2 separate regions of the Mus musculus genome follow, and region 1 is linked to region 2. Evidence: chromatin contacts called from public promoter capture Hi-C data. All regions are on one chromosome and are shown on one strand. The core of a region is the stretch at or near the end of the contact, and the rest is flanking DNA. Distances in the headings are between cores, read along the strand shown.

Region 1 (4,161 bases), core at 1,579-4,078, about 33 Mb after region 2:
CATCCCCAACAAATGGATATTTAACCAGCAAATGATGTATAGTGACTTTTTAAAAAAAAGATTTATTTATTTATATTATGTATATGAGAACATTGTAGCTCTCTTCAGACACACCAGAAGAGGGCATCAGATCCCATTACAGATGGTTGTGAGTCACCAAGTGGTTGCTGGGAACTGAACTCAGGACTTCTGGGAGAGCAGTCAGTGCTCTTAACTGCTGAGCCACCTCTCCAGCCCATATAGCAACTTTTAAAAAGTATCCTTTTTTATGCATACAAGTGTTCTTCATACATATATGTATATGTACCCTATGCATGCCTTGTACTGAGGTCAGAAAATGGCATCAGACTTTCTGGGATTGGAGTTATGGTTGGTTGTGAGCCAACCATGGGTACTGATCTTACCACTGAATCCTCTCTCCAGCCCCACCACCCACCTTTTTGAGTGTTTCACTATGTAGCCCTGAATGGCCTGGAACTCACTGTATAGACCTAGTTAGCTTTGAACTTACAGAGCTCTCTGCCTGTCTCTGCCCCTCTGGAGTGCTGGGTTAAAGGTGTAGAACAACATGCCCAGTTCTTTTCCATTACTACTTACATACTTAATTAAGTAAAAATAGAAACAACAGAGACATAGACATAAGCAGGTAGGAAGAAGGTTTTGCCTGCTTAATTAATTGTTATCTTTGATTAAGGCACAGTTTTGCCATGTAGCTCAAGAACTGTGGACCCTCTGGTCTTGGACTGACTCATAAGCACTGTGATTATAAGAACATGCCAATGTGACTCGTTTTCATATTATCAAAATACAATAAACATTTAGGTTACGGTCCATGGTTCTTTATCCTGATAAGAAAAAATAATCTGTTTCAAATAACCTCGCCTGGCATGCTGATACACACTGCAATCCCAACACTGTGAAGGTTCAGGCAGGATGACCTAAGAGAATTTGAGGCCAATCTTGGCTACAGAGTAAGGCCTTTTATTAAAAATAGAATACTGACAACAGAAATCTAATAATCCTCATTAATTCCAAGATTTATCTAGACAACTTAAGTGTAAGATTTGATTAGATTGTTCTTTTTATTTCAAAATATGGCTGGCAAGCTATCATTCTAGAAATGGTGTCGTCTCCATTATTTTTATATATTGATTTATAATTATATTAGGAACATTAATAATATGTGGCTTACTTACTTTCATAAGGCCACATGTCCTTTTTTTTTTAAGTCATTTAAGTTAAAACTCAATCAGATAATCCCAAATCCTCTTACTGTGGTACCAATAGGAAACACATATGAGGGGCTGAAGAGATGGCTCAGTGGATTAAAGCATTTGCTGCACCTCCAGAAGATCTGGGTTCGATTCCCATCATGCAAGGCTGACTCACAATCAGCTGCAACTCCAGTTCCAGGGGATCCAACACCCTATTCTGATCTCTGAGCACAGGCATGCACATGTGCAAAACGCCCATACACACACACACACACAAAAAAAAATCCACTGGCCAGAGATGAGACCAAGAGGGAGCATACTTGCTAACAACATGCCAGGCTGGGAGTTCCATCCCTAGCAACACCTCCCTGCCCCCATATACAATAAAGTTAAAAAGAAAGCGGGAGGGGGGAGGAGGAAGACACGAATGAGTGTTGGAGATGTTGGTTCAGTGCTTGACTGTCCAGCATTCAGGAAGTCTTGGGTTTGATCCCCAATACCCCATAAACTGCGTTTGGTGCAGGGGCATGTCTACAGTCCCAGAACTAGGAAGGTGGAGGCAGGATGATCAGAGAAGTACAAGGTACAGTTTGAGGCCAATTTGGAATATAAAAGAAAGTCACAAAAACAAACACACAACAAAAACAAGTAAAACAAAACCAAGACTTCAGAAAACACTAATCTACTGAATGGATGAGCTGTAAGAAGGCGGGTGCTGGAAATCGGACGTTCTAGTGTTTTTTTCTGCACCCATTGGACTGGCTTGCGTACTCTCTGGTGTGTTCACTCCTTAGTTTGTAAAACAGCCTCCCCAGGTGCTCTGCAGACGTCTGATTAGGTATCTTTATATTACATTTTCCTACCTAGGACCCGTATTGCTCTTCTGTCACTTCTCTTTCTTCCCGAAAACACTTCCCTGCCTTCCAGACCTTTACAATAGAGTATCCGAGGTCCTTCCACTATGCTCCAGCCTTGCTAAGTAGCCCCTGCTGGCTTGGAACCTGCGATCCTCCTACCTCCGTCCCTCGAGTTTGAGGATTATGAAATGTTCCTTTCGTCTTTTACAGAAAAAAAAAATTAAGCCCTCCGTCATAGGCTAAAAGACTTAAGAGTAGTCTAAAGTGAACTTGACTCAAGCATCCTAAACCCCTCACTGTGCACATCCCAGGCTTCAGGGTTCTAGTAAACACGCCCCGCCTTCCGCAGGCGACACACACACTCACGTACGCGCGCGCGTGTACAGACACACACACACACACACACACACACACACACACACACACACACACTCACTCACACTCACACTCACACACTCACACTCACACACTCACACTCACACTCACACTCACATCTGCGCACAGTAGCCCAAACGAAGGCTTCCGCGCCCACCGCCACGCCCCCGAAGTACCGCCTCTTTAAATTTTAAAACGAAGGCTCAGGCCAATGAGAACTACATTTCTCCCGGAACTCAGCGCCCCGCCCACCGCCACACCCTCCACCAATCAAGCGGAGGTCTTCCACACGCCTTCCAGTTAGGGTTAAAGAGGGAAGTGCTTACGTAACTTACGTTCAGCCTGCAGCCAATAGGAGCCGAGTTTGGGTACCAGCTCCTCCAATAGCTGCAGCTGTCGGAGAGCGCGGGAGCCTTCGGAGCAGGGCCTCAGAGAAGCGGGCAATGGCGCTGGTTCTCTGAAGAGAGTGCTTTACCTCAGGAAGGGCCACGCGCGGCCGGGCAGAGGGAGTCCCGTGGCGGCCGAGATGGCCTGCTGTCACAAAGTGATGCTGCTGGTGGACACAGCGGGCGTCTCTGCTCCTCATAGCCCGGCCCGACGCGCCGCCCTCCGGCTCCTCACTTACCTGAGCTGCCGCTTCGGCCTTGCCAGGGTCCACTGGACCTTCAAGTTCTTCGACTCTCAGGGGGCACGGAGCCGGCCCTCCCGCGTGTCCGACTTCCGCGAGCTGGGGAGCCGCTCCTGGGAGGACTTCGAGGAGGAGCTGGAGGCCAGGCTGGGGGATCGCCCTCCCGGAGCTCACCTGCCGGGCCCGACGCCCAGAGCCACCCACACGCACGGTGCCCTGATGGAGACGCTGCTCGACTACCAGTGGGACCGGCCGGAGATCACGTCGCCCACCAAGCCGATCCTGCGGAGTAGCGGCAGGAGGCTGCTGGACGCCGACGGCGAGGCCAGGGAGGCCCAGGCCGCGCTCGGGGGCTTTGGGAACGCCGTCTTCCTCCTGGCGCCCTGTCCTCACTCGCAGAGGGAGCTGCTTCAGTTCGTGTCCGGGTGCGAGGCACAGGCTCAACGCGTGCCGCTCACCCCCAAGCAGGTGATGGAGAAGGTGTTGCCCAAGAGAGTCCAAGAGGTTATGATCGCCCGAAATATCACCTTGTACTGGGTGGACACCACCGAGCGATCTAAGGTAAGGTGAGAAGCAGTCTGGATCCGGTCCGCAACTCCCCGACAGCTGAACTTGTCAGGCTCCGTAAAGTGCCACAGACCCAGAATGAACCCCGTGTGCCTTCCGAGGGAAACCCTTGCGGGTCGCAAAGGACAGCGTTCCTCCAACAAAATGGGTAGATTCTGGGTACCTATTAAATCCGAGTGTGGAAGAGCCTCTGCGCTTTGGTACCTGGGTGCTTTTGCGTCCTTAGTTTTGCTACACAGCACTTGTATTCCAGCATGGTGGAAGCCTGGTTCAGCCAGGCTACAGGACTTGGCCGCTTGTTTTGTCTAGTGCTGCTGTGTCTTCCTGGACCTCTAATCCTCTCCCTCTGAGGCAGTAGAAACCTCTCTTAACCTTTGTTGTTGGCCCGGCCTGATGACGCCCCAGCCCTCAGGAGGCAGAGAGGCAGGTCTCTCTCTAGTTCTAGCCTCCATCCAGGTCTATGCAGAGAGGCCCCATCTCCAAAACAAAAGCAAACCCCTTTGTTGTTGTGGCCTGTGCT
Region 2 (4,578 bases), core at 900-3,399:
CCTAAAGGATAACAGCAAGTCAAAGAAAACTTCCTAAAGAAATACTCCCAGGCCAGCGTTTGTTAGGAGGGAGGGAAAGGCAGCTGGCAGAGCTGAGACAGCAAAAGTGCTGGATGCGGTTTAGAATTACCCACCTTGGACTTTAGTCCTCGGTTAAATATAAAATGCAAATTTGGGCTCAAGGTACAAAACACTTCCAACTCTAAACCAAGGAACCTAAACCCAAGACAGTAGGTCACAGAGTCACGGAAGGATTTAATGAGGAGTTTGTACAGTTTCTGTAAAGTGTATGGGCAGATGCTAGGATACAGAGATGTTAAAGTAAGGAGTGATAAGTCAGTGAAAGTCAAGCCTTCCTACTACCCAGGAAATCTGTGGGAAGAAGAAACCTCTCTCTTGACATTCTGAATAGAGGAGACTTAAAACTGACTTCTAGCTAGTACTCGTTAAAAGCAAATGTGATCTCATCTCTTCTTTTCTAAGCTTCCTCTCCCATCTTACCCTATTATTCAGCTATCCTGAACTCTTCCCTTCCTTCTTCTGTCCATAAATGTGAATTTCTGGAGCCTTAATTATGCGGTTCATTAAATATTCTCAACCAATAAGTTTTCTAAAAAACTGAGCTTAAACATTACCTCTGTGTGCTACTAGGAAGAAAAAACTTTAAAATGCTAGCTTCTTAGAAGATGGCAAATCAGTGAACATCTACCATCTTTTTAAAAGGTTGGCTTTCCCAAGGGTCACAATGCTAAAAATAATAATAATAATAATAATGATAAAGGCAAACGTGGAGGAGGAAGAGGAGGGCCCAAGAAATGGTTTATTGCTATGCTTGGTGATCCCAGGGGCCCAAGAACTCACAGAAAGATAGGAGAGAACCAATTACAAAAAGCTGAGGTGTCAACCGGGCAGTGGTGGAGCACACCTTTAATTCCAGCACTTGGGAGGCAGAGACAGGCAGATTTCTGAGTTCCAGGCCAGTCAAGTATATAGAGTGAGTCCCAGGACAGCCGGGGCTACACAGAGAAACCCTGTCTCGAGAAAACAAAACAAAACAAAACAAAAAAACAGAAACAAAACAAACAAACAAAAAAAACAGAAACAAAACAAACAAACAAAAAAACTGCGGTGCCATGCCACCTTCTCCCCCAATAATAAATGAAAGTAGAATTTATGTGAGATCGAAACATCTTTCTCACTTCCCAAGATTATTTTTATAATTCAAGAGTGGTAGACAGTGATTGCTGCTCACAAAGCCAAAGCAAACCATGGTGTATCTAATCCCACAAGGTGCGTGGAAGGAAAGGCTCGAAAGACGCAAAGTAACAACGATTGAAGAAATTATGCAAAGGGGAGTTAATAGACTTTATTTCCACAATAGGAACTTCCTTATCCAATAATGATCAGGAAACTCTACCTCAGAAAACTTAACGACTCGCTCATGCTTGCATGCATTCATTCATTCAACGTTCTAAGTGCCTACCGTGTTCTAGGCCCTGGAGGCGCTGCTGGAGATGAAGGATGCGCAGCAGACCAAGTCCCTGACCACAAGGAGCTCCCGTCAATCACAGCTAACTTTTATGACTTTAAACCGCAGCTGTCACTCTGGAGAAGTCCAGGAAGCAGGTTTTCCAAGCCAGGTTCACAGAACCTCAGGCTGACTAGCGGGCCGAGTTCCGCCCCCCCCAGAGACCAGCGATCGCTTTCACCGAGCAGGCTCCACAGACACTCAACACCCCTTGACAGCGGAACCTGAACCTCACACACCCTGTCACCCCGCCCCCTCCCTGGCAACGTCATCCAGGGGCGCCAGGGACCGGAGGAAAGCGCTGTTAACGGCACTTCCTCGTCACGTGACGATCACGCCCCTCCCCGCGCGTGCTCCCTCCCCCTCCAGCCGCGGGTCGCGATTCCGCTCCCTGCGGCCTGCAGTCTGGGAGCCGCCTCGGGCCGACGACGCACCACGGAGCCGGACCGGATGCTCTCTAGGGAGAAAGGCGAGCCAAGCCGAATCCCCGAAACTCTCCGCCGCTCGAGACCGGAGGAGGAGAAGCGAAACAGGCGGGAATCGGTGGGGGAGGGCGGGAGCTAGCGGAAGGTGTCATGGCGGCCGCGGTGGTGGTCACGTGCTCCGGAGGCCCGCCCCGGCGTTTCCGGTCACGTGCCCTCAGCGCCCTCGCAGCCAGCGATGGAGGCGAGACCCCCCGGCAACAGAGGCGGTGGCGACGGCTGCGGCCGCAGGGGTTCAGCCTCCTCCGTGCAGCGGCTGTGAGAAGCGCGGCGGAGGCAGATCCGACGGGACGCGCTTCCCGCGCCCCAGACCAGAGACCGTAGCTCCCACCTGGTAAGTTGAGACCGAAGAATGGGGTTGGGCGGGCGTGGAGGGTCTGACAGGCCCCGGGGGCGCGGGGCCAGGCGGATCGAGCCCTTCGCTGTAGTCGTCTCCACGACACTACAGGCTGGCTGTGTGGTTTGCCTTTCTTCTCCCGGAATGGGAAGGAGGTGCCCTGACCCTTAATCTACTGCCCGAAGGCATTAGGTTCTTCCGCTGGGAGGGACTGGAAGGATCAGACTCACCTGAGAACGAAGGAAGTGAGGCTTCTCCGAGACACCGAGGCCCTTCCCGTTAGGGAGCCTGCCCGGGAGAGGCTTTCTTTTCCTGTTAAAGAAGTCCTCTAACCTTGGTGTCCTCGTGCCTTCTTGCTTCCACCTGTCATCCTGCTCTTCAAACTGTTATTAAAACTTGAGCCACGCACCCAGTTCTAGCTATGACCAGTTTGACAGTCATGTAGTGTAAAGTGAACCATCAATACATGGAAGTATGTGATTATTTTTATAAATTCTCCAGTGTTCTTAGAAACTAAATTCATGTGAAGTTGACCTCACATGTCTATTTTACCATCTGCAAAACAAGGGTGGGGAAAAGATGTTAAAACGTATGCCCAGGGCTACAGTGAAATGGCTCAACTGGTAAAGGTGCTTGCTGCCAAACCTGAGTTCCATCTCTGGGACCCACGTGGTGGAGGGAGAACCGATCTCCGGAAGTTGTGTCCTCAACGTATACACAGTTTAATTTGGGATTTTTGTTTGCTTGTTTTTGTTCTTCGTTGTTGGCTTTTGTTTGGTTGGTTTGGCTTTCTGTCTTTTGATGTTGTCCATTTAAAGACACCAGTTTAAAATATGGTAAAACAGGTTTCTGAGTTAGGAATGCAGCTTAAAGCTAAGAGTTCTTGCTAGGCACCTGTAAGATCCTGGGTTTCATTTCCAGAACTGGCAAAAAAAAAAAACAGGACTGTAGGTAGAGCCCAATGTAAATTGCTTGGTAAGCATGCAGGCCTGGGTACAGAAAACTGGCTTGAAGCACACTAAGGGCTTGGCTCCAATCAATATTCTCAATATCTAGCCTTGTGACTTCCTTTCCTTCCTCTCCTGACCCTCCATTTCCCACACAGGTTTTCTCTGTATAACAGCCCTGACTGGCCTTGAACTCACAGGGATCGATTGCCTCTGATTCTTGAATGGTAAGATTAAAGGTGTACACTACCACACCTAACCCTAGACTTGTGATTTCCTTTTTTTTTTAAGTTGGTTGATTTTACTACTGTATATTGGTGTTCTGTCTACCTGTGGGTTTCTATGGTGGTGTCAGATCCCCTAGAACTGGAAGTATAGTTGTGAATGGCCATGTGGGTGCTAGAATTGAACCTTGGGTCCTTTGGGAGAGTAGCCGGTGCTCTTAATGGCTGAGTCATTGCTCCAGCCCCAGTGATTTTCAAACATTTTAAAGACATGAAACATTTCTTCCATGAATTTATGCCTGGAATTCCAACATAAAACTACATCGAAGCTGGGAGTTCATGGCACAGGCCCTTTTTTTTTTTTTTTTTTTTGGTTTTTAAGGACACCTAAAAACATTTTGAAAACCACTAAGCCAAAATTATCAACCCTAATATTGTTTTTTTTTTTTAGATTTCCTTATTTTATGTATATAAGTACACCATTGTTCTCTTTAGACACACCAGAAGAGGGCATCAGATCCCATACAGATGGGCATGAGCCACCATGTGGTTGCTGGGAACTGAACTCAGAATCTCTGGAAGAGCAGTTGGCACTCTCAACCACTCAGCCATCTTTCCAGCCCCCAACCCTAAAATTCTATTTATTCTCTTGTTTTTTGTTTTGTTGTTTTGGTTTTGTTCTATTGGGGTTTTTTGTTTGTTTTGTTTTGTTGTTTTGTTTTGGTTTTTGGTTTTTAAGAGAGGGTTTCTCTGTGCAGTGCAGCCTTGGCTATCCTAGACCTCAATCTGTAGACCAGGTTGACCTGGAACTCACAGGGATCCCCCTGCCTCTGCCTTCCAAGTATTCCATTCAGGGATCATTTATTTCCATAATTCATTACCCTTTAAGATCCTTTGTTGTTGTTCTTGTTGTTTTTCGAGACAGGGTTTCTCTGTATAGCCCTAGCTGTCCTGGAACTCACTTTGTAGACTAGGCTGTCCTCAAACTCCAGAGTGCTGGGATTAAAGGCATGTGCCACCATGCCCAGCTACCCTTTAAGATTCTTAAAAACCAAAACTA

The links. Promoter capture Hi-C pulls out the DNA fragments that hold promoters and counts their contacts.
Region 1: a contact with region 2 is called in a promoter capture Hi-C map of second pharyngeal arch cranial neural crest. The contact joins the promoter of Ticrr here to the promoter of Gtf2h1 in region 2. A contact is called at or near these places in 3 of 39 promoter capture datasets (the HPC-7 cell line, cranial neural crest and second pharyngeal arch cranial neural crest).

What each region holds. Positions count from the first base shown.
Region 1 is chr7:79,657,368-79,661,528 of GRCm38.p6, forward strand. Ticrr (TOPBP1-interacting checkpoint and replication regulator) reads left to right here and starts at 2,829. Exons shown (of 22, transcript NM_029835.1): 1 at 2,829-3,635. The coding sequence starts at 2,973.
Region 2 is chr7:46,793,945-46,798,522 of GRCm38.p6, forward strand. It overlaps Gtf2h1 (general transcription factor II H, polypeptide 1), which reads left to right and starts at 2,150. Exons shown (of 15, transcript NM_008186.4): 1 at 2,150-2,344. It overlaps Hps5 (HPS5, biogenesis of lysosomal organelles complex 2 subunit 2), which reads right to left and starts at 1,937. Exons shown (of 23, transcript NM_001005247.2): 1 at 1,484-1,937.